Regions from separate parts of the Sus scrofa genome. Here region 1 is linked to region 2. Evidence: chromatin contacts called from public Hi-C data. All regions are on one chromosome and are shown on one strand. The core of a region is the stretch at or near the end of the contact, and the rest is flanking DNA. Distances in the headings are between cores, read along the strand shown.

What was found. Hi-C and Micro-C count contacts between places; a contact is called where the count stands out from the background.
Region 1: a Hi-C map of retroperitoneal adipose tissue shows a contact between it and region 2, with 2.2 times the contacts expected there. A contact is called at or near these places in 1 of 5 promoter capture datasets (liver), 13 of 47 Hi-C or Micro-C datasets (alveolar macrophages, blood, brain and 6 more) and 2 of 2 datasets of targeted methods (alveolar macrophages and skeletal muscle).

What each region holds. Positions count from the first base shown.
Region 1 is chr5:30,619,054-30,624,463 of Sscrofa11.1, forward strand. No RefSeq gene overlaps it. Among named protein-coding and RNA genes, the nearest start is that of HELB, 24 kb to the right of the region's middle.
Region 2 is chr5:30,521,472-30,526,854 of Sscrofa11.1, forward strand. It overlaps IRAK3 (interleukin-1 receptor-associated kinase 3), which reads left to right and starts at 3,233. Exons shown (of 13, transcript XM_021091960.1): 1 at 3,233-5,383. The coding sequence starts at 5,069.

The sequences.
Region 1 (5,410 bases), core at 343-2,842, 96 kb after region 2:
GATTTGACCCCTAGCCTGGGAACCTCCGTATGCCGAAGGTGCGGCCCTGAAAAGCAAAAACAAAACAAAACAAAACAAAAACAGAAGAATGCTGCTCTGCTTCCCTTACAGTTCAATCCAGGGAAAGGTGCTCGAGAGGCTTCCATGAACCTGACACCTCCAGGACTAGGAGGAGGTCCGATCCTTCCAGCTGCATACCGCTGCTCCTACACCATTCACCTCCCAGCCCAGGGAGGCTCCGTGGCTGCATGTCCAGTGCAGTCACACAGGGACCCATGCACAGAGGTGTCCCGTGCTTGGGATTTAATGCTCTGCAGTGGTCATCCTGAAAATCTTAATGATTGATATGGGCTGAATTGTTAGCCCCACCCCACCCTGGCCCAAATTCATATTTTGAAATCCTAAGCCTCGACACCTCAGAATCTGACTGTATTTGAAAATAGGGTCCTTTAAAGACCCTTTATTTAAGATTAAATGGGGTCACTGGAGGTGGGCCATAATCCAATATGGCTGGTAAGAAAAGGAGATTCCTAATCTTGAAAGAGTCACTGTAAGAAGAGATGATGAGGACACAGACACAGAAGAAAGACCAGGCAAAGACAGACGGAGAAAATGACCATGTACAAGCCAAGGAGCGAAACCTCAAGATACACTAAAACCTGCCAATATCTTGGTCTCCAACTTCTAGCTTCCAAAAATATGGTGACATAAATGTCTGTTGTTTAGGCCATTCCTTTCTGTAATTCTTTTTATTTATTTATTTATTTATTTTGTCTTATGTCTTTTTAGGGCTACACCGGCGGCCTGTTGAGGTTCCCAAGCTAGGGGCTGGGTCAGAGCTGTAGCTGCTGGCCTATACTACAGCCACAGCAACACAAGATCTGAGCTGCATCTGTGACCTATACCACAGCTCATGGCAATGCCAGATCCTTAACCCACCGAGTGAGGCCAGGGATTGAACCCACAACCTCATGGCTCCTGGTTGGATTCGTTTCCACTGTGCCACAGTGGGAACTCCTATAATTCTTTTTTACAGCATAGGACTAACAACTAACAACAGTTTCATCTTTTTTTTTTTTTTTTTTTTTTTTAAGGGCCACAGCATATGGAAGTTCCCAGACTAGGGGTTGAATTGGAGCTGTAGCTGCTGGCCTATACCACAGCCACAGCAACACAAGATCTGAGCTGCATCTGTGACCTATACCACAGGTCAGGCCACACTGGCTCCTTAACCCACTGAGAGAGGCCAGGAATCGAACCTGCATCATCATGGATACTAGTCAGATTCGTTTCTGCTGAGCTGCGACAGGAACTCCTAATTTGTATTATTAAGTAAGGTCTGACAGAAAGGGGAGCTTGCACCAGGGGCTTGGAGCTGCCGCTCATGGGGGTTCCACCTTTCACTGCCTCCCTCCTTCCCTGGTCAGGTTCTCGGCCTCCCTCTCTCCTCTTCCCAAACTCCCAGTACCCTGGGTCCGAGCCAGCCTCCCCCACTTCTGTCCCCTCCCAGGCGGTGATTGGGTCATGCCACCTGTGCCCTGCTGTTGCCCTCTGCCCCTGGTGAGGGACGGTTTTGAGGCACAAGCAGGGTTGAAGTTGGGGAAGATCACCTTGTGACATCTTTGGGAGGAGGGCATGGAAGCACCGTCTCCTCTCCAGGCTGGCAGGGCCACACCCTTGCGCTTAAGTTCCTCAACCATCCCAATCCAGGCACCAAGGATGGGGTGGTTCCTTCATGGCTGACCTGCTCTGGCCTGGGGTGTTGGGCTGAGGGAAGGGAGGGCTGATTTCTTTGTGTCCAGCTGGGGTGCAGCATCTCAGGGAAGGCAGAACTCCGAAGCTGGGGGCGGGAGCATGCCCCAAGTCATGGGACAGAGCCACCACTGGGGCCTCTGTGACAGTCTGCTCTCATTCTGCAGGCATTCCCTGCGTCCAAGGGCCAGAGCAGGAAATAGATGGTAAATAAAACACCACGACAAGTCAAGAGAGAGCAATTGCAGATAAAAGGGTGTTTTTTTCAGAACATTTAACAATACTGTATTTGAACAAAGGTCCCCCACATTTTCATTTTGCATCAGTCCTACAAATTATAGAGCTAGCCCTGCCCAAACCTTTACAAAAAAGTCAGCACTTTTAGGGCTCATACAATCTGGTCATGTCACCCTCTCTCCTTAACAGTCAACCTGTTTCCTTGGCTGACCTCTTTACCCTCCCACCCCCAACCCCACCCCCAGCCATCATTCTGTGGCAATCCATGACTAATGTGTCAGACCCATCTAAATCTAGCTCTCTGTGTTGCTGGCCTTCCAGCCTAGTCTAGGAGCTCCTGGAGCCCAGCTTCCTGCTTTGGGTTACCCACCTGCTCTACCTCTCAAACTCTGAGCTCTGATTTAATCCACAAACTCTGGGGCAAATCAACCTGCTGTGTGACATTGCACAAGTCAGCTGCTGCGTTTGTTTGTTTTGTCTTTGTGCCTTTTCTAGGGCCACACCCGCAGCATATGGAGGTTCCCAGGCTAGGGGTCGAATCGGAGCTGTCGCTGCCGGCCTACACCAGAGACCCAGCAATGCAGGATCTGAGCCGAGTCTGCAATCTACGCCACAGCTCACTGCAATGCCGGATTCTTAGCCCACCAAGCAAGGCCAGGGGTCGAACCTGCAACCTCATGGTTCCTAGTTGGATTCATTAACCACTGAGCCATGATGGGAACTCCCAGCTGCTATATTTGAACTTCAGTTGCCTCGCCTGTCAAATAAGGAGAGTAGTATTAACTTCCTAGGTTTATTGTCAGGTTAAATAAAATAATATGCAGGGCACGCCTAGCGTGGTGCCCGAAACAGAGGCCTTCTCACAAAACGGCTAGTGTGAGCCCTTGGATCACACCTTCCTGTCCCTCCGGCTCAATCACCCACTCACTCCCATCAGACAGGCTTCCAACAGCAAGATCTGCTGACTCTCAACGTCTCCCTTTTCTGTCAGTGTCTTATCCTCACCCCCATCCCCAGGCTTTGCATCTCAAAAAAAATATATTGCAGTTCCCCTCATGGATCAGCAGAAACAAACCCGGCTAGGATCCCGGAAGACGCAGGTTTGATCCCTGGCCTCACTCAGTGGGTTAAGGATCCGGCTTTGCCGTGAGCTGCGGTGTAGATTGCAGACATGACTCGGATCCTGCGTGGCTGTGGCTATGGTGTAGGCTGGTGGCTGCAGCTCTGATTCAACCCTTAGCCTTAGCCTGGAATCCATGCAGCCCTAAAAAGCAAAACAAAAAAAACAAAACAACACCAGGAACTCCCCTCAGTATGTTTTTGTGCAGTAGTTGTGACAACTGTTTATATCCATCAGACACTGTGTGGGGGACACTATCCAACAGGATAAAGGTCTGGTCTTTGCCTGCTTTTCTATCTTGTCTACCTTCCTGTAAGAGCTCATGCCTTGCCAAATGAACCCACTGACAACTTCCAGAAGGTACCATGCTGCTCCAGCGTCTCTATCTGAAGCCTGTCTCTATCTGCAGTTCTGATCAATCTTCTCTATAAATGTTTGCTCTCAGCTACACTGAACTTCACTTTGAATCATCTTTTGTCCCCAGAGCCTAGCATGATGCCTGGCAAACAGTAGACCTTTTAGCATCTCCACAGGCAGGATTAAAGAAATCAGTGGAAAACACGGGAGAAATACTTCAGTAAAATTCCACTAGGGGGCACTTTCTCTACATTTTAGAGGAAGAAACAGTGCAGGCACTTAGGACATCAATTCTTTATGAAAAATTCAGCTTTGTGTTTAAATGTTTAAAGTCATTTGTTGTTTATTTAATAGAAACTGAAATCCTGCCATGTTGTACAAGCCTTGAAGCCCTGTGCGATGGACAGCTCTTTCTGCTTGTCCGGATAATGTCAATATTCATGGTTGTATAAAAAAACAAAATTGAACATGGCATTTCATTTTGCATATTAGGAATTCAGATCACTGAATTTACATGAAAGTTTCTTCCACACTTTTAGGTTAATATCCTTGAATAATGTGAATGTTGAGTTCGTTCATTTTAAATGTTTATCGATTATCCCAAAGGCCTGTTCTAAACGGTATTTCTTTACCACACTTATTTAATCGCAGTTGCAAAATGAATGGTCTATTCCTACTGATTGTCTTGATCTGCCTGATACCACAGAGACCTTAATTAGGAGAGCAAAAGGGGGGAGAAACCGATTTACTAGCAATTAAGAGCCACTTGAATACAGTGTACATACACTTAGCAGAGATATAATGTTTTAATATTTTGGTCACTTTCTCAAATGTAATATACTTAACTGACCTTCCAAAGCAGCCAGAGTGTCAAGATTCCGTTCTTAAGGGAAAACATTGTTCTTAGCAACTCTGAAAACATCGTAGCACAGCTTTTGATCAGACATTGAGCTTCTCCTGGCTGGCCACCCTCTAGGACACAGAGACATCAATAGATGATAAAGTCCCCTGATGAAGTGCATTGGCAGCAGATGCAACAGGTGCTCTGGGAGCACAGGGGAGGAATTCACAAAAGGACAGTGCTTGATAGAAAGGAGTATTTCTGGTCAGCTTGGGGCAGGTTCATGAAATGTTTCCATCCCGTAATAGAAGCGTCCCCCTCTAATGACTGCAGATGGATGTAGGTCGTTTCTCTAGTCTGTCAGGGAAACTGCATCTACGTGAAGTCAACGTGGTGTGTGTTTAAGTGCATTTCATAGGAGGTTTGGTATCAGGAATGGTCACACCCCTTTGGAAAACCCACAGCATTCCTCCGCTGAAGGAAGGCCTGGCTATTTCAGCTTGGCTTTTTGCCCATCCCTGAGCTGATTCTTGGAGTACCTTGGCCTAAATGGGCACCTCTCACCAGCTCTACTCTGAAGCCCAAAGCATATATTGTTCTCACATAATGGGAAGCTGTTTCCATGCCTTCTGCCTGGAATGCCCTACTGCCCACAATGGAGTGACCTGTTCTTCCTCTGGACCTTAAGCAGAAGGGTGACTTGAGGCTTTGGCTCAATCTTTTCCTTAGAGAAAACCTTCCGTGATTTCTCAGGTTAGGACCAGCTTCTGTTTTAGTTTTCATTTAGCTCTAAATACTTCTCTTTTGCAGCCTTTATGAACTATTGCAATTTTGCATTGCTTTTCTGGTGTTCAAAGATAAACTGAGGCATACTAAACATTTTAAGAGTTTATTTGAGCAAAACTGGATTGGAATCAGGCAGTCACAAGCCAGAAATGGTTAAGAACGCTCCATCTGCAGAATCTGGAGGAGAGATTTTTTTTTTTTTTTAATAGAGAAAAGGTGGAAGCAAAGTCAAGAAATTACTGATTGGTTATAGTTTAAAGCCTAGTTGGCTGTTTGTGATTGGTTGTCCTTGTTTCAGTTTTGTAACATTGAGCATT
Region 2 (5,383 bases), core at 1,983-4,482:
CAAAGCCATTGATGACAAAGAAGAGATTTACTGCTCAGCACAGTTCCCAGGAGGGTCACTGGTTGAACTGAACAGGCCCAAGATGGCCCAGTGTGCCAACAGCCACACACAAGGTGGAACTGGAGCTGCAGCTGCCTACGCCACAACCATAGATAGCAACATGGGATCCGAGTCACATCTTCGACCTACACCACAGCTCATGGCAATGCCAGGTCCTTAACCCACAGAGCAGGGCCAGGGATTGGAACCACATCCTCATGGATACTAGCTGTTGGGTTCTTAACCCCCTGAGCCATGACAGGAACTCCAGGTTTTGGAGGCTTTGATGCCTGTGCTTAGCTGGGGCGTGGCCACTGACAATGTCATTGTCACCCTGGCCTTCAGTTTTCCTCAGTGTCTCTGTTCGTCTTTGCAGTACATTAGTCTCTTACCTCCAGCTGGGATAGAAAAACGTCCTTCTTCTGGTGTCCACAATTTGGTGAGGGGGAGGGTGGAGTTGGGGAGTATCCCATGGCAAAGGGCTGGGTCACATGGTGAAGGATTCTGAGGTTCCACAACAGCCCTCTCTTCAGCAGAAAGCAGGTATGCTGGCAGTGGGTAGGGTGCGGTGCAGGGTCTGGGGCTGGGTGGATTCTAGGGTACTCTCATGCACAGCTAGAAGTTCACACTGCTTCCACCCATCCTGGCAGAATCATTCTCTACTAACATTTACTTTCTCTCAGGGGCCCTGCTGTCTCTCTCCACAATCCAGTTTCCATGCCCGTCTCACATTCCACAGATAGCGCTGTATATATACACTTGAACTCCAGTTTTGGATGGAGGAAGCTCGTTTCCTTCCCATAGGTTTTATAGGCCCTCGACAAATTAGGGAGTATTACCAAATGTCTCTTCAGCGAATCAGTTAGAATGCATTTAGCTGCAAATGACAACACCCCTGGTTTAAAAACTGACTTAATAGGAGAACTTATGTCATATAATTACAAATCCACAGGCAGGATATTCTCTAGGCATAGAACAAATGAGTTGGCTAATGATCTTATCAAGGGTCTGTTTTTTTTCTCTCATTAGACCATCCCCAGGACTCACTTCGTTCTAATAGTCATCTCTGTGTGGTTGCAAAATGGTTCCAGAGATGGCCAAAGCTGCTGCCTGTTCTTATTCAGATCAAGAGAGAAAGAGAGGGAGAGAAATCTGAATGAGATTTGGTCTCCAGAGCCATAAATTATTATATTATAAAATCAGTATTCTTAGGATCATTGCCAATTCCAGTCACTTATTGCCAATTCCAGTTGCATGCCAGCCTGAATATGAGTACATGGACCATATAAATTTTAAATATGGAAGTCAGGGTAGACAACAGTCACATGGTAAGAGAATTCCAGGCAAGAGAGTAGCAAGGACAATTGATCTAATGTGGGATTCTGCCTGGTGTGTTCCAGGATCAGCAAGGAGTCATTGTCGCTACGCAGAATGAACAAGGAAACACCATCAGAGGGTAACAGAGTGGAGGGGGAGTGGGAAAGAGAATGCAGATCATATGAAGAGTTTGATCTTTCTTCTGAGTGATATTAGAAGCATTGTTGGTTTCTGAACAGAGAGCCATCATCAGATGTGATTTGAAAGGCTCAATCTGGCTGCAAGGTTGATTAAAGCCTGTAGGAGGCGATAGTGAAAGCTTTTAGTTAGGAGACAAGGACAGTAACCTGGACAAGACCGGTGATGGCTCAAACCAGAGTGGCAGTTGTGGAGGTGGAGAAAAGCATCATCAGATTCTAAATGTATTTTGAAGAGAGTCACCAGGATTTGCTGGTGGATTGGACATAAGCTGTGAAGAAGTGGAGGAGTCAAGGATGTCTCTTCTCTCTATAGTTTTTGCTTCAAGCAACTGGAAGGATAGAGTAGATGAGGAAGAATGTCAAAGGGCAGGTCCAGGAGGCATGATCAAGGGTTTGATCGTGGACCTGAGTCTGAAGCTCAAGAGAGAGGTCTGGGCTAAACATGGGTATATGGCAGTCCTGGGAAGATAGTTGCTATTTAAAGTCTCAAAACTGGCTTAGATCACCAAGGGAGTGGGTGTCAAAAGAGAGAACTATGAACTGAGCACTGGGGCATGCCAACACTGAGTTATGGGAGAGCGCCCAACATTATAAATCAACTATACTTGAATAAAAAATGTTTTAAAAGTGTTCAGGGAGAATTGGAGGACCCAATGAAGGGAAGCTGAAGAATAACAAATGCAGCAAGAAAAAATGTAAGAGAATGTGGAAGACAAATGAAAAAAGTGTCCAAGAAGGAAGAGGTGATCAACTGTGACAAAAAAGTACTGGTAGGTCAAATAAGATGGGGACTTACTTGACTATCTTTAGTAATGATGTGGAGATAGGTGACCCTGAAGAGAGTAGTTTCAATGGAGTGAGGGACAGATGGCTTTAGTTACAGTGGGCTTAAGAGAAGATAAAAGGAGAAAAATTAGAGACAGAATAGTCAACCCTTTACTATAAATAGGAGAAAAGAAATGGGATGATTGTGGCATCAAAGAGGAAAATGGCATCAAAATTTTTTTTGGTTTGTTTTAAGAAGGAAAAAATAACAGCATCTTTTCATGCTGATGGAATGGATCCAGAAAAGAGAACTGATGACTTTGCAGAGCATGAGAGAAGATGGGATCTAGTGCCCAAGTAAAGGGATGAGATTTGGGAACCTTGATAATTGATCCACAGAAAAGGGAGGGGGAGGATGAGAGTGTATGTTGACACAGATGATAGTAGGTAGGTTGATGTGGTAAGATTCTGCAAAAGTTTTTCCTGATGCATCAGTACTCTTAAGATCATCAGCCAAGCCTAAGCATGAGGGAGAAGTTTAAGAGATCAAGGAGAAGAAATTGGGCATAAACGACTTATCAAGGAGATCAGCAGAATAAATGAACTAACAGCACTGGTGTTACTGCCTGGCAGCATAAAGGACCCACTTGAGAAACATGGCTTTGATTTTATTTATTTATTTAATTTTCTTTTTGTCTTTTCAGGGCTGCACCCACGGCACATGGAGGTTCCCAGGCTAGGAGTCAAATTGGAGCTGTAGCCGCCGGCCTACACCACAGCCACAGCAACGTAGGATCCGAGCCACGTCTGCAACCTACACCACAGCTCACGGCAACGCCAGATCCTTAACCCACTGAGTAAGGCCAGGGATGGAACCCGCAACCTCATGGTTCCTAGCCAGATTCGTTTCTGCTGCGCCACGACGGGAACTCTTGATTTTAAATTGAGTCCAATTAAAAGATTTTTTTTCCTCCCCACTCCCTCCCAGCTATAATCAGGTGTGTGTGTAGAGCCAAAAACTGGATTTTATCAGGATGATAGATTTGCCAAGAGTTCAACAAAGTGAGGGGGAGCAAGAGAATAGAGAGCATATGCAAGGGAGGGATTAAAATAATTGAGTATAGACTTGATGGATAAAGAGAAAAGTGAAAATGTCCAGAGGGTGGGGCCAGAGAAAAGTTGGCAAGATTTTGGATTTGGAATCCTGGTGGGGGGGTAGGGGTTTGGGGGGTTAGAGTACTAGAGGGAATGCACTAGAAGGATAGGATAGATGTGATCAGAGAGCAGATTGATGAAATAGAATTCACACGTGGGGTGCAGTTATTGCCAATGACAAGTTCTAGTGGACGAGTGAGTGGCTGAAAAAGGACGGAGGACAAAACCACTGAACAAGACAAATCAAGGAACTTAAATAGTTCCTTGTATTAGAAAGATCATCATTTATCTACATGTATTTTAAGTCACCAAGGATTAAGACAGCGTTTGCACTTGAAAGAATTACAGTAAGCAGGAGCTATATGGTCTAAAAATGAGGAGGCAGAATTGAGGAGGGGGAGAGCAGTGGATGACCGCAACAGTGAAGAGTGATGAGTGATACAACCTGATGATATAAAATTGAAAAGTCAAAGGCAGTTTCAGGGAGGGAGCATGATCTGCTACTAACTGACAACAATGAAAACACAAGAATATGCAGTCTATAGAGATTTCACATAATCAGGCTTTCACATAAAATTCTTGCTTCTCTGTAAATCAGAAGATCTGGAAAAGCAGGTCTTGCTGACGGATTCACTCAGCCACAGTGATTTCCTAGCTCCTTTGCGTATTTGAGTTTGGCTCCCCTGTTCCAGCAATTCAAGTACTTAATTGCCTCTGTGTTGCTCAGCTTGTACAAAGCAGTATAAGGTAGTCCCTTTGAGGGGTATAGGGCTTCCTAAGCGTGTAGAGATGGAAAGGAATTTGAGCACTGAAAAAAGGGATATAGAAATTCTCGCCCAAACGATATTAGCTTTACCAATTTCCAAGTATACTTTGTGGAATACTTTGGGTGAGAACGACTAGGAAATTTGAGCAGGTAGGAAATGATGGTGCATCATCACTGTTGACCTCTAGGGCGCGCCATCCTCCCAAGAGTCCGAAATCTGCAAGGTGGCCAATAGGTGTGGCTATTTTTCAGCTGATAGCCATCATCCCACTTTTCATTCCTTTAGGTTGGGATTCTTTTCACCACTGAGCATCTCCTCTTTTTGTCAGTAGTATTTGCATCATGTCTGCGGTGGGATATTACAGCATAAACAGTGGAAGATTTCAAAACAATAGCCAATTTTACTTAAACTCCCTGTTTAAAGCAAGAGGAAGATCCTGTGAAGCACTTTGAGGAAGGAAAAGATGGTTGAAAAATGTTTCATCAGGAAAGCCCGGGGAGAAAAGAAGGTGGTAAAACCAAACAGCAGCATGGAGAAGGGACAGCCTCGTGAAGAAAACGTCCACAATTTTATTCCACTTTATTCTCTCTTCTGTTTTTCCGTTGTTGGTATCCAGGTCCATCTCTTCCAATAATCATTAAGACATGCACATTTATCTGTTTAACTTCGGTGAAAGTTGGGAGGGAAAGGTGCCAAACGTTTAGAGCAGTTGCCTTCAGCTGAATGAGGCTGTAAGTCATTATTTTCCTCTTTCAGTTTTTCTGGGTTTTCCAAATGTTCCTCAAGGAACAGGGTAAAACGAAATACGTTTTTTAAAAAGACGTCATGACAGGTCATCTCATATCCATCCAGGCCAGGCCGAGAGGGTGGCGGACTCTTCATCAGTTCTGCGCTTCTGGTTTTTCTCCAGCTCTCACTCTTCGCTTGGCCTCGTCTGGTCACGTCCCAAAGCCGCAGGAGCGAAAGGACTGTCGAAAACTGAAAGCCCGCGAGAAGGCAGAAGCCGCGACCGGGCGAAACCGCCGCCGAGCCGGCGTCCGCGGGGGCTCTCCCGGGAGCGACGCTGTGCGTCACGGGGGGCCCGCCCCCCGCGCGGCCGGGGCTAGGCGTGTGCGGCTGTCTTGGCCGCCGTCGTGGAAG